2 separate regions of the Arachis hypogaea genome follow, and region 1 is linked to region 2. The links are chromatin contacts, called in public Hi-C maps. All regions are on one chromosome and are shown on one strand. The core of a region is the stretch at or near the end of the contact, and the rest is flanking DNA. Distances in the headings are between cores, read along the strand shown. Region 1 has its middle 4.2 kb from the start of LOC112720575. Region 2 overlaps LOC112720574.

What was found. A called contact is a pair of places that touch in the nucleus more often than the background predicts.
Region 1: a Hi-C map of an unstated tissue shows a contact between it and region 2, with 2.8 times the contacts expected there. The contact joins two enhancer-like sites. A contact is called at or near these places in 2 of 8 Hi-C or Micro-C datasets (leaf and an unstated tissue).

The regions. Positions count from the first base shown.
Region 1 is chr11:27,343,373-27,349,500 of arahy.Tifrunner.gnm2.J5K5, forward strand. No RefSeq gene overlaps it. Among protein-coding and RNA genes, the nearest start is that of LOC112720575, 4.2 kb to the right of the region's middle. Within about 2 kb of position 3,074, at least 3 of the 3 cell types and tissues checked have open chromatin away from gene starts, as enhancers often do.
Region 2 is chr11:27,156,181-27,163,030 of arahy.Tifrunner.gnm2.J5K5, forward strand. LOC112720574 reads left to right here. Exons shown (of 2, transcript XM_025771557.3): 1 at 1-2,433; 2 at 2,961-3,633. The coding sequence ends at 3,430. Among protein-coding and RNA genes, the nearest start is that of LOC112720574, 3.9 kb to the left of the region's middle. Within about 2 kb of position 5,156, at least 2 of the 3 cell types and tissues checked have open chromatin away from gene starts, as enhancers often do.

The sequences.
Region 1 (6,128 bases), core at 1,824-4,323, 190 kb after region 2:
ATAATGTGTTCATCGTTTATTATCTTGAAGGACAAAATTTGTACTTTATTTTTTTTCAAGGGATAATTAATCTGAAGTCGAAAATTTTAAGGACCTAATTGTCACTTTATTCAAATTTTTACTATTTTATATTTTTTATTTACGTACGACCGGTTCTATCGGTTCAACCAGTGACCCACCGGTTGAACCAGTGATCCATTAACCCAATAATCTGACCGGTTCGATTACCGGTTCGGTTCTGACAACTATATTTTGTCCCTTCTTCTCCCATTAAAATTTCTTTCAAACAAGGTTTACTTAACTTCGTCCATTAAAAACATATTATATATGCGTGACGCGTCGTCTCCCAAATATAATCTCAGAAATGCAAGATTCTTCTTCTTGTGTCTTCAGTTCCCCTTTTTATATGCAGTTTCGAGATTTCAAGTTGTCCAAATTTGGGCCCTAAGGAGTCAAATTCACATATGCCAAATTATTCCACCAACAAAATACTCCCTCTATTCTTTCTTATCCAGATATATTATCTAAAGATAAACTAACAAAAATTAACAAAGATAAAAAGGAATGCAAGGATTAACAAAGAAATGTCACCAATTGTTATAGAGGGCCTTCTTTTTTACCACTATCATAAATGGATTTTGAACTCAAGTTTCATATAAAATCAAAGACAACAAAGTTAATGAAGCCAAAAAGATATTAATAGGGGTGTCCGCGGATCGGATCGGATCGGATTAGATATGGCCGAAAATTCGATCCGATCCGCACAATTTTCATCAGATCGGATCGGATATGGTATCTGCACTTTTTAGTGCCGGATCCGATCCGATCCGATCCGCACATTTGCGGATCGGATCGGATATCGGATATCGGATATATCCGCATAATTAAACCTTTTCTTTTTAATCATATTTCTACGTAAAAGAATTCGATAAAAATATTTCTTTCATACTTTTAAACTTATTTATTCCTAAAATATTTTTAATCAAACTCTCTCTAAATAACAAAAATAAAATAATACAATATATGAATAATAATTACTAACTAAAACATACAAACAAGTAAATATAATACTAAACATATATATATATTTATTTATTTTTTAATTATTATAGTGCGAATCTGCAGATCCGCGGATCGAATACGTAGATGTAGAGCAGATATCCACGATCCGATCCGCAAATGGTGCGGATCGGATCCGATCCGATCCGATCAATTTGCGGATCGGATCGTATCCGCAATTTTCGGATCGGATGTGGATATTTACCACGGATCTGCGGATACGATCCGATCCATGGACACCCCTAGATATTAACACATAACTTTCAAATTGATGTTCTAACATAAACATAATTGACAAGTAGAACTCTTCTCAGATTTAGTTTTGCATAGCTTATTAGCAAGATTTTGACTTTTAGCATAATGCATAAGTACCAACAAATTGTGTAATTCTTTTCATTTTGACATCACAAAATACTTTCATGTACTTGAGTTTCCCGCAGAGGCCAGCCAAAGCATCTTATCCTCTGGATGCAACGTCCTCAACCTTGGCGGCATCAAACAAAATCATCGTCTCAACAGATATAAACTCGCACAACTTCTTTAACGAACAAGCATCAGTCAATATAGCTGAATGACCCCACTAGTAGCTAGTTTCCGAACCTCCCCAACACACTTGTGATTTGGAATTGTTTTACATAAAAACCTATGCAGTCAAGAAGAGTGAGGAGATTACTTACACTCCATATAGACGCACGTACCGGTCAACAGGCAACGGGTACCAAGCATATGTATATTTCTTGTTGGCTTCCTGACTATAGCTATTGTAACCTCATCCATGAATTTGACTATCCGTCGTTGAAATAAGCGTGTGAGAATGCCCATTAGCAACAAATTTTACGCCTTTTGGAACAACCAAAACTGGGATGATGCGGAAAAATGTACGAGTCATTAGCAACTCACGAGAACAACCCAGTTTAAGTTGGGGGCCAAGGCCTAACTGCCTGGATTGACCGCCACCCCAAGCATAAAGTACCCCCTTCTTGAGTCAGAGCACATGTGTATACACCGGTAATATGAACTTCCGAACTTTCACCACTTGCCATGGTTACTGATTACAACCTTCTCTGTAAGTTATTTGCTATTCTAGAATGAAGGGTTGTGGCAAGAGGAAGAAGAAGATGGATTCCAATGTTGTTTTAGGGGTTATAGCAATTTTCTATCGTCGTTTTTGTCCTAATTCACGCAGAGACTAATTTGTCGTATATCCACGTGTCACATAACCGCTGAGTCATCAGCTTAATGTGATACATTGGACTTTACTGTTAGAGTTTAACAGAGTAATCTAACGGAAAGACTATACTGTCTGACACTAGAAAATATTAAGGATTAGTTGAGTAATTAATTTTTGTTAGGGATCAAAATGTCTACTTCAAAATTTTTTGGAGACCAATTTAAATAAGGTGGATACTACAATGAAGATTTTATAATTGTCTTCATGTGAATATATTTCTTTTTGACTCTTGGATGATGAATTGTATGGTTAGATTTTAATATTTATAAAAGTATTGTTTTTTGTTTAAAGTGTGGCTAAATAAATAAACCACACTTTTAAACAAAGCATCTTCATGAGAAGATATTTTTGCCATCTTCATTTGAGTAGTTTTGCCTTTAAACTCTTTAGCTTTATAGGATTTCAACATCGCAACCATAATACATGAATATGATTTCCAAGCTTGCACCACAATCTTTAAAAGAAATTTCAACATCTTAACAGCCCATTTTTCATTATGCACAGTTCACTTTCAACATGGTTCTACCATCTTATGAAATAATTCAATGTTGCACCATATACTTTTTTTTGGAAAAGTACCATGTCTGTATCTTATTGGATAGTTTTTTTTTATAATTGTCAGATTGGAGAATTCTTTTTAATCATATGCTGTTTTTGGTTGTCATCCAAAAACATATTCTATTTTTTGTTTTAGTTCTTCCAAATTAATGGAGAACAGGACACAAGGCCCAAAGCCAACAAATACAAACTCCACAAGGCAAAGTACTGAACAATATAATTCTCCAAACCCAAAAGAAGATAGACAATTCTTCTTTTGTTTTATCTTTTGTGGGTGGTCTGGGGCGGGACATAATAAATCTTCTTGATGGAAAGAAAAAGAACTCGAACAGTTCTTTGACAAATAATGGGCTTTTCTCTGGTGATGAGCAATTTATTCTTCTTTACGTGATGAAATGATATGGGTTTTCCTACTCCTTGATGTTATGTCTATTCCATGGGTTGAGCACAGACAGCTTCTCTGTGATAACAGATATGTTAATCAATTCTCTAGATCCTCAATCTATGAGGACGCCAAGACTGAAATATTATCTATTGAATATAGATTATCTAGACTATGAATTAATTGTATATAGATTATCTAGGCACTGACCCAATTGCATATAGATGATCTAAGTATTGAATCAAATGCAAAGATATTATCTAAGCATTGTTCTTCGCATTGACACTATATTATCCATAGTAAGACAAGACTTGCTTACATATTTCATCATTGTACAATGAACGATATGTTTATACAAGTACACTGCGATTCCTTCCTAACATTGAATACTGAGAAAATTTTAACTCAATTTTGTCTTCTTTTTTGCGATACTAACTTGAGATTGAATAAGTTTTGAGGTAATGTATTCTGACAACTAAATATTTGAATAGTTGATTGAAAATTGACTAATTTCTTGATCATAAGGAAACTAATTAGTAATCAATTGGTCTGGTAGAATCCAGACCTCATGATACAATGAATTCAAGGATATCATTTATTCTTATATTGAGCATGTTATAGTAATATTAATCCTATACATCCTTCTATCATAATCAGCTTATCAAATAAGTGAGAATTCTATCTTACTAAAGAATTACAAGATTTTTTGGGTTTTAATATCATATACTACTAGAAAATATAAAATTACATACGAATTTTTAAGATAAAATTTGCTGTCGAAAATACTCATGAATTTTCTTTCGGTAAAATAATTAAATTTTTTTTCAAATATTTATCGACAGACTATAAAATCTTCTGATAATTCTGTCGATAAAATTAAAATTTTGATTTTAGAGTTATTACCAATAAAAAATTCGTCTGTAATTAATTAATAAATCTGTCACAATTTTGAGTAACCCTAACTTAAAGTACCATCTCTCGAGCTCTATTCACACACTCGTACACAAAACACACTCCTCTCTTCCTCGCACGAGCTTCCTCCGCTGCTGATGCCGCCGTCACATGAACTCTCTCCGTCATCGCTTGCGTCGCACAAGCTCCTTCCGCCGTCGCTCTCGTTGCGTCTTGTAACACCCTAAATTTAACACCTCATGATTGTACCAAAAGCTCAGACGTTACTTACCCCTAAACCTTTTTATTATATACTATCTTTATTTAATATTGAGCCTTCGCAAATACTAACCGAAACTTGAATTAAGAAAATGAGAGGGGACTTTATTTTAAATCACTTAATCACAAAAGTATATATATTCATATAGCTTATATACATAGACTTATTCAAAGAACCTCAATTACAAGTCTTATCCCTCTAAAAACTAAAAACATTAAACGACGAGGGAAAAATAAATTCTAACTCAACTCGTGAACATAATCTTCTATGCTCCTGTAGATCCGCAATAAACCTTCGCACATGTAGTTGAAAGGGGTGAAAATAGGGGGTAAGAATTGGAGAATTCTTAGTAGGGTCGGGGTTAGAAGTTAAGTTCATTTTGCTATTATTAGCCAACCACAACTAACAGCAGAACACATACAAGCATAAATAATAAAAGAACACAGAAGTCAATCAGTCATACAACACACACACACAATCACAGAGTTACATAGCACAGAGATATGCGTAAACAAGCATGATTCATGTCTATCCCTAGTGTAGGTAATGAGCTCATTTGTCGGTTTCGACCCGCACCTGACGCAATCCAACTCGCAAGTCAGATAAGGCATTCCAACGACATAACCTCTGCAGGTTTCTACTTCTTGCAGGCGCTGATTCTCTAGCTGAAATATGTCGAACATAACCTCTGCAAGTACTTACAGGCGCTGATTCTCCAGCTGAAGCATGTGACCTATGTTCCTGGAAACCATTCTATATTTACGAGCGTCCCTGCACAATCATTCACATACAAAGCCCAAGACTTATTAACATTTATCATTCGGCACCATAACCATACTATCGTCACCCTCTCGTAATCTTCCTATAATCACACGTACCGATTTATCTTTTCTTCAGTCTTTTGATTATCAACATAAATAAATCAAATTATCTTCGCACTATTCTCACATCCTTCACTAAAATATCTTATGGAAAAGAATCATAAGGTTCTTTAATTAAGTCGGTATTTTCTAAAACTTTTAAGATTACTCTATTATTTATTGAATTATATTCCAACTTAACTCAGCAACCTTTGTCTGAGTTTGACTTCTAGTACCATAACTTCTGTAAGCAACCTCTATCTTACAGATGCGACTCTCTTGAGCCGATGTATACAAACATAACATCTGTAAGCAACCTCGGTCTTACAGGTGAGGCTCTTTCTAGCCAATGTATGTATTGATAACCTCTGTAAGCAACCTCTGTCTTACAGGTGCGACCATCCTCTGGATTGGCTGATGTATCTTTGGAAAGCAAATTTCATTGGACTTATCACCATATCTCTGCTTATCTCATTTTCTTTTCGCTCTTTCTTTCTTCTCTTTCTTATCATTCTATAATATAAATTATCTTTGCATTATTTTCTCGCCTTTCTAAGTGTCTTATGGAAAGAGAATCATAAGATTTTTTAATTTAGATTTGTCTTTCTAAACCTTCTAGGACAATTTTCTGCTTACCCTTTTAGTATATCATAAACAAAATAATATCTTTTAAATAAAATACTAATATATAATATATTTCAAAAATATATTGATAATAATCTTAATAAATTAATAACAATAATAATGATTTTTTTATTAACCAAAACTTATTAACTTGAACTTTATTATTAACCTTATATAAATTATTCTGTATCTTTGAGCTTTCTAAAATATTTATATGTTTATCCCAATATATTTTATAATTTA
Region 2 (6,850 bases), core at 3,906-6,405:
ACTGCACATGGCGCGGCGTCTCCTGCGACCACCACCTCCGCCACGTCACCTCCCTCAACCTCTCTTCCCTCTCCCTCTCCGGCACTCTCTCCGGCGACCACCTCTCGCTCCTCCCCTTTCTCACCAACCTCTCCCTCTCCGATAACAAATTCTCCGGCCCTATTCCCAGTTCTCTTTCCTCTCTCACAAACCTCCGCTTCCTCAACCTCTCTAACAACATCTTCAACGGAACCTTCCCTAATGAACTTTCCATTCTCCACAATGTTGAAGTTCTTGACCTTTACAATAACAATATGACCGGTCTTCTTCCCCTCGCCGTCACCGACATGACTGAGCTTCGCCACTTGCACCTCGGCGGAAACTTCTTCTCCGGCGAAATTCCGCGGGAGTACGGCAAATGGCAGAAGCTGGAGTACCTTGCGGTTTCCGGTAACGAGCTTGTCGGGAAAATCCCGCCGGAGATCGGAAACCTTAGCTCCCTCCAGGAGCTTTATGTAGGGTACTACAACACTTACGACGGCGGAATACCGCCGGAGATCGGGAATTTGTCCGAGCTTGTCAGGCTCGACGCCGCGTACTGTGGACTCTCCGGCGAGATTCCTGCGGAGATAGGGAGGCTTCAGAAGCTCGACACCCTCTTCCTCCAGGTGAATGCGCTTTTCGGTTCACTAACTACGGAACTTGGGAGCCTCAAAAGCCTAAAATCAATGGATTTATCGAACAATATGCTCGCCGGTGATATTCCCGCGAGCTTCGCGGCGCTGAAGAACATAACTCTCGTGAACCTCTTCCGCAACAAGCTCCACGGTGAGATACCGGAGTTCATAGGTGAGCTTCCGTCGCTGGAGGTGCTTCAGCTGTGGGACAACAACTTCACCGGAAGCATTCCTCAGAATTTGGGGAAGAACGGCAGGCTCACGATCGTTGACCTCTCGTCGAACAAGCTTACGGGAACTTTGCCACCGTTAATGTGTTCCGGTAACCGTCTTCAGACACTGATAACTCTCGGTAACTTCCTCTTTGGTCCAATTCCTGATTCACTCGGAAAGTGTGAGTCTCTGAGTAGGGTGAGAATGGGTGAAAATTTCTTGAACGGTTCAATCCCTAAGGGTCTGTTTGGGCTTCCGAAACTGACGCAGGTTGAACTTCAGGATAATCTTCTGACCGGAGAGTTTCCTGTTTCTGGTTCCGTTGCACCGAACTTGGGGCAAATTAGTCTTTCCAATAACAAGCTTTCAGGGCCGTTACCTCCGTCCATTGGGAACTTCTCCGGCATGCAGAAGCTTCTACTTGACGGGAACCGGTTCTCGGGCCGGATCCCGCCGGAGATTGGCAGGCTACAGCAGCTCTCCAAGATGGATTTCAGCAATAATAAGTTCTCTGGTCCTGTTGCTCCGGAGATCAGCCAGTGCAAGTTGTTGACATTCGTTGATCTCAGCCGCAACGAACTCTCCGGCGAGGTTCCAAATGAGATCACTGGAATGCGGATACTGAACTATTTGAACCTTTCAAGGAACCACTTGGTTGGTCCAATTCCGGGTTCTATTGCTTCCATGCAGAGTTTAACATCGGTGGATTTTTCTTACAACAATCTCTCTGGTTTGGTTCCTGGCACTGGCCAATTCAGTTACTTCAACTATACCTCTTTCTTGGGGAACCCCGAACTCTGTGGCCCTTATTTAGGTCCTTGCAAAGACGGTGTTGTCAATGGCCCTCGTCAGCCTCATGTTAAGGGTCCACTCTCTTCTTCCTTGAAGCTATTGCTGGTTATTGGGCTTCTTGTTTGCTCTATCTTGTTCGCTGTGGCGGCAATCTTCAAGGCGCGGTCCCTGAAGAAGGCGAGCGAGGCGCGCGCCTGGAAGCTCACGGCGTTCCAGCGATTGGACTTCACTGTGGACGATGTTCTGAATTGCTTGAAGGAGGATAACATCATAGGAAAAGGAGGTGCTGGAATTGTGTACAAAGGGGCCATGGCGAATGGGGATCAAGTTGCTGTAAAGAGGTTACCGGCTATGAGTAGAGGATCATCCCATGATCATGGTTTCAATGCTGAGATTCAAACTTTAGGGAGGATTCGACACAGGCACATTGTTAGGTTGTTGGGGTTCTGTTCGAACCACGAGACGAATCTTCTTGTGTATGAGTACATGCCTAATGGAAGCTTGGGTGAGGTTCTTCATGGGAAGAAAGGGGGTCACTTGCATTGGGACACAAGGTACAAGATTGCTGTGGAGGCTGCAAAGGGGCTTTGTTACTTGCATCATGATTGTTCGCCGCTTATTGTGCACCGCGATGTCAAGTCGAACAATATCCTTCTTGATTCCAGCTTTGAAGCCCATGTTGCTGATTTTGGGCTAGCCAAGTTCCTCCAAGATTCTGGAACATCTGAATGCATGTCGGCTATTGCCGGTTCATATGGATACATAGCTCCAGGTATTGTGTTGAAGAAAACTTTAGCTAATTCTGAGTTTGTTGAATTTGAATTTCTGTGACTAATTTCGTTTTCCCAATCATGTTTTCTCGAGTTTGTCTATTCAATTTTGACTCAACAATCATCATGGGTATTGCTCTATAACTGTTGAGTAATTAATTAATTAATATTGCTAAGATGCTAATGTTGTGATCTATTTTGACTTCTGTTTTTCTACCGAACACTGATGACCTCTTGATTGATTTGTCCGCATAACTACAGTTTGCTTCTAAACTATTACCAATTTACTACTAAAGAAAAATGGTAGGTAACTTTATTGCTTGCTTCTTGACCATAGTACTCAAGCTAATGATTAAATTAAATTAAATTAGTCATGTAGTTATAGATCATACATGTTCACAGTTGGAAACGGATGGTGACTGACACGGCATAATAATAAAACGGTTTATTAATTTTCTGTTGTTTACTTTCTCATATATTGACATTGTTTCATGGTTATTTATTGAAGTTGAGATTTTTATTGTTACAGAGTATGCCTACACTTTGAAAGTCGATGAGAAGAGCGATGTGTACAGCTTTGGCGTTGTTCTTTTGGAGCTTGTAACCGGAAGGAAACCGGTTGGTGAGTTCGGTGACGGCGTGGACATTGTGCAATGGGTGAGGAAAATGACAGACTCAAACAAGGAAGGAGTGCTTAAGGTTCTTGATCCTAGGCTTCCCTCAGTTCCCCTCCATGAGGTGATGCACGTTTTCTATGTCGCCATGCTGTGTGTCGAAGAACAAGCTGTAGAGCGACCAACCATGCGCGAAGTGGTTCAAATTCTCACCGAGCTTCCAAAGCCACCGGGATCTAAGCAGGGAGATTCGACAATCACCGAGTCCTCATCATTGTCATCATCAAACAGCTTAGAGTCTCCAATGGCCACATCATCGAAAGAGCATACTAAAGATAATCAAAACCCTCCGAAGTCACCGCCACCAGATCTTCTTAGCATCTAATCTGCATTTTAAGAATGTTTCATATCTATATTAATTTCCTTTCGACGTGTGGGGTTTTCTTTCTAACTTTATAAGTTGATGGTTGGGTTGGATATTACTTTTCTACTATCTTTTCTCTTTAATGGTTTTTGTAACCTGTATAGTAGGATTGGTGGGAGTATCTCTTTCTTCTTATATGAAGTCCTTTTCTTCTTTCTGTATCACTGAAACTTTTTTTTTCCCTCTCATGGCTTATTGCTGTGCTGATTCTGCACCAGGGAGCAGCGTAAACATCATGGGGAAGTCTTGTTATTTCAGGATACCAATGACAGGTTATAGTGAAAGGGACACACAAACTCAACAAACGGTGTTAACTACTTTCCTTCTCTTTTAACCTAAAAATGGCTTTATGTATCATCTATGGTTTATAACACTGTTAGTGAACCGTGAGTGAACATATTCACTTTCATGAGCACCAACTATAATTCATTGAATTATATGCTAAAACATAATAAAAGTAACTCATTGGCAGACTTTGTTGTTTAAAAGGATGACCATTGCTGTTTTATACTTTTATGTTGGGTAGATAACTGAAAAGAAAAGCAAAGCGAAAGGGATGAAACTTTAAGATTAATTCAGAGATTCATATAGGATAATCCTAAAGATAAAAATTATTCTCATTTTTCGAAAGTTAGGTGATAATATACAAATATTTTTTACTAGTCATCTTCTCTACACTTTTTTTTGGCTAGAGTTTACTCCTATATAAGAGATCAATTAACATTAGTTCTTCATAAATAAATAAAATAAAAAATAAAAAATAAAGAGTTAATAATATTACGTGTAATTCTGGGTTTTTGCCAAGATTTTGAAGTAAATGTTAAATAAATATATTTTTTCTATAATTTTTTAAACATTTTTCTACTTAATAAATATTTTAAAACAATTGTTAATAAAATTTTTATATTTTATTCACTTTATTATTTTAAGAAAAATAATATTTGAAGTTAGAACTTTATTATTATCTAAATTTTTGACCTCCAGACTATTTCAAATGGTTCAAGATTAAAATTTATATATCTTCTATCTATTATATATAGTCTTCTTCTATTATCTATCTATCTATCTTTTATCTTTTATATATATAATATAGATTGAAAGGGGATTGATGCACAATTTTTTCCCCCTAAAACACCTTTTACCATCTACAATTTATTAAAAAAAGTTGTTATTTTCAATAGTTAAACTCATAATCTTTTGGTTTTAGTATAACTTATCATTCTAGCTAATATCAAATTTATTATTATTTTTTATTTAACTTATAAAAAATAGATTAACAGACGCGTTTGGTGTCTATTAGTCCACTAATAAATTATAATAGTGGTATTACATGTTACAAAACTTAAATATTTAAAAATATGAAAAATGCTAGAGATTATAAAAATTTATTATTTTTTGTCATTATTTAGTTATCAACTCAAATTCTTTAATCTAGTTCCATTAGTTTGGTAATCCAACAACATACTTTATCTTATATTTTTAAATATTGATGGTTAATTAATGGCTAAAAACAATAAATTTTGATGAACTTCTAGCATTCTTCTATTATTGATGTATATTTTTACAATAAAGAAAAAAGTAATGTGTGTGACAATGTTTAATTTTTGGGAAATTCATTCTCAACACCCTAATCCTACCAAAGAAATCCACATGGAAAGTTTACTTGGGAGTAGCTTTTAGAAAGTGCTTAGCTTGATGTATATTATAAGGTGTGTTCACGTGGTACACGCAACAAACAAGCATTAGTTTGTTAAAGAACCAAATGAGATTGTTGTACAAAGTGGTTGTTGGCATTCTCGTACTATTTTAGGAGGGAGATTATTCATTCATCTTCCATGTCCAATTGTCCATACCCTTTGGCATGGGTATGGCCTAGCAAACTACCCAAAGGTGAGAAGGATCCAATATTGGTTGAGTTCGAAGTGAGTCACGGTGTGTGTGTTAGTGTTATTTGTTAGGGAAAGTATGAAGAGCCAATAGAATATTTATACAATGTGTACAATGGAAGTTTAGAGAGTATTAGAGATATAATTATTAGTGTTACCTTCTCTCATCAGTTGAAGCTTTTAGGATGAGTGGTATTATGCATGGTATTAAAGCGTGAGGTCCGAAAGGTCAAGAATTTGAGTTTTGGTGAACTCCAAAATTAGTTTAAGTTTTTTTGGGAAGATGTTTATTATCGCTAGTATTCGGATGGTTATTCTAGATAGTGATAGTATGGGAGATGTTCATTTTGTAACTCAATAGCCTATTGTACATATTGTACAAATAGTCCATTGTCTCCCTAGCGGGATCCTGTTTGTTACTAATGATAATGTATGATGACTGATGAGGTTGGCGCGTCATAATAACTTGTTAACTACTAGAGAAAAGAGAAAAGGACGTATTTGGAATTCAATTCAATAATATTGGGTCCAACTTGCCTTATGCCATTGCCTAAAGGGAAAATCTCCACTGACTGTTTGGTTGGAGTAGTTTCACTATGTGACTATCAATTCCATAATTATATATTAATATTAATAATAACCCGAAATAAAATAAAAAATAAAAATAGATAAATTGGTCAAAAATTATTTTTAATATAAAGATGATGAAGATATTTTAGTTGATGAATATTGACATTTAAGTGTATTACAGTATTGTAAATGTATAGAAAACGTGTTCAATACATATCTTACGTATTGACCAAAATGTTGATACATGTCCAACACGTACTTTGTATGTTGTCAGAATATTGAGACTTATTCAACATTTATTCTGCGTGTTAACTTTTACTTGCAAAATTTATCCATATGTAATTATACTATATAATTCTATTTAAAAAAAACCAATATTTTTTCTTCAAATAGGGTTCGTGAAGACCTTATATGGCAGTGGAAAAATAATGCGGGGATAAATAATGAAAAATTAAAAAGAGTTGTACACACTAGTTAATAGAGAACCAAACGCATAGTTATGTATGTACTTATATTCATATATAGCATATTAACATCACTACTAAGTTCATTGATTATATATTAGACATTATTGTATTAATTCACACACTGTTTACTATTTTAAGTAGGACATCTACCAAATTTAGGTGAGTTATTATATGCATGTTCTGTCTAGTAAATGTAATTCCATAATACGACGTTAAAACACCCTGTACATACACAATATATTTTCATTATATGTAAACATACGATATGACATACACTACTAGAACTTGTGTCATTTAATAGTATTATTTTTGTGAAAGTAAATTATCCTTTTTGGCATGCTGATAAATTTAATTATGGATGAACAAAATTAATTTTATATCGACAAAAATAGTCTTGTATGATAAGTAGAGTATCCGAATCTTAATTTTTTTTAGATAAATTTGTTAATATTTTTAAC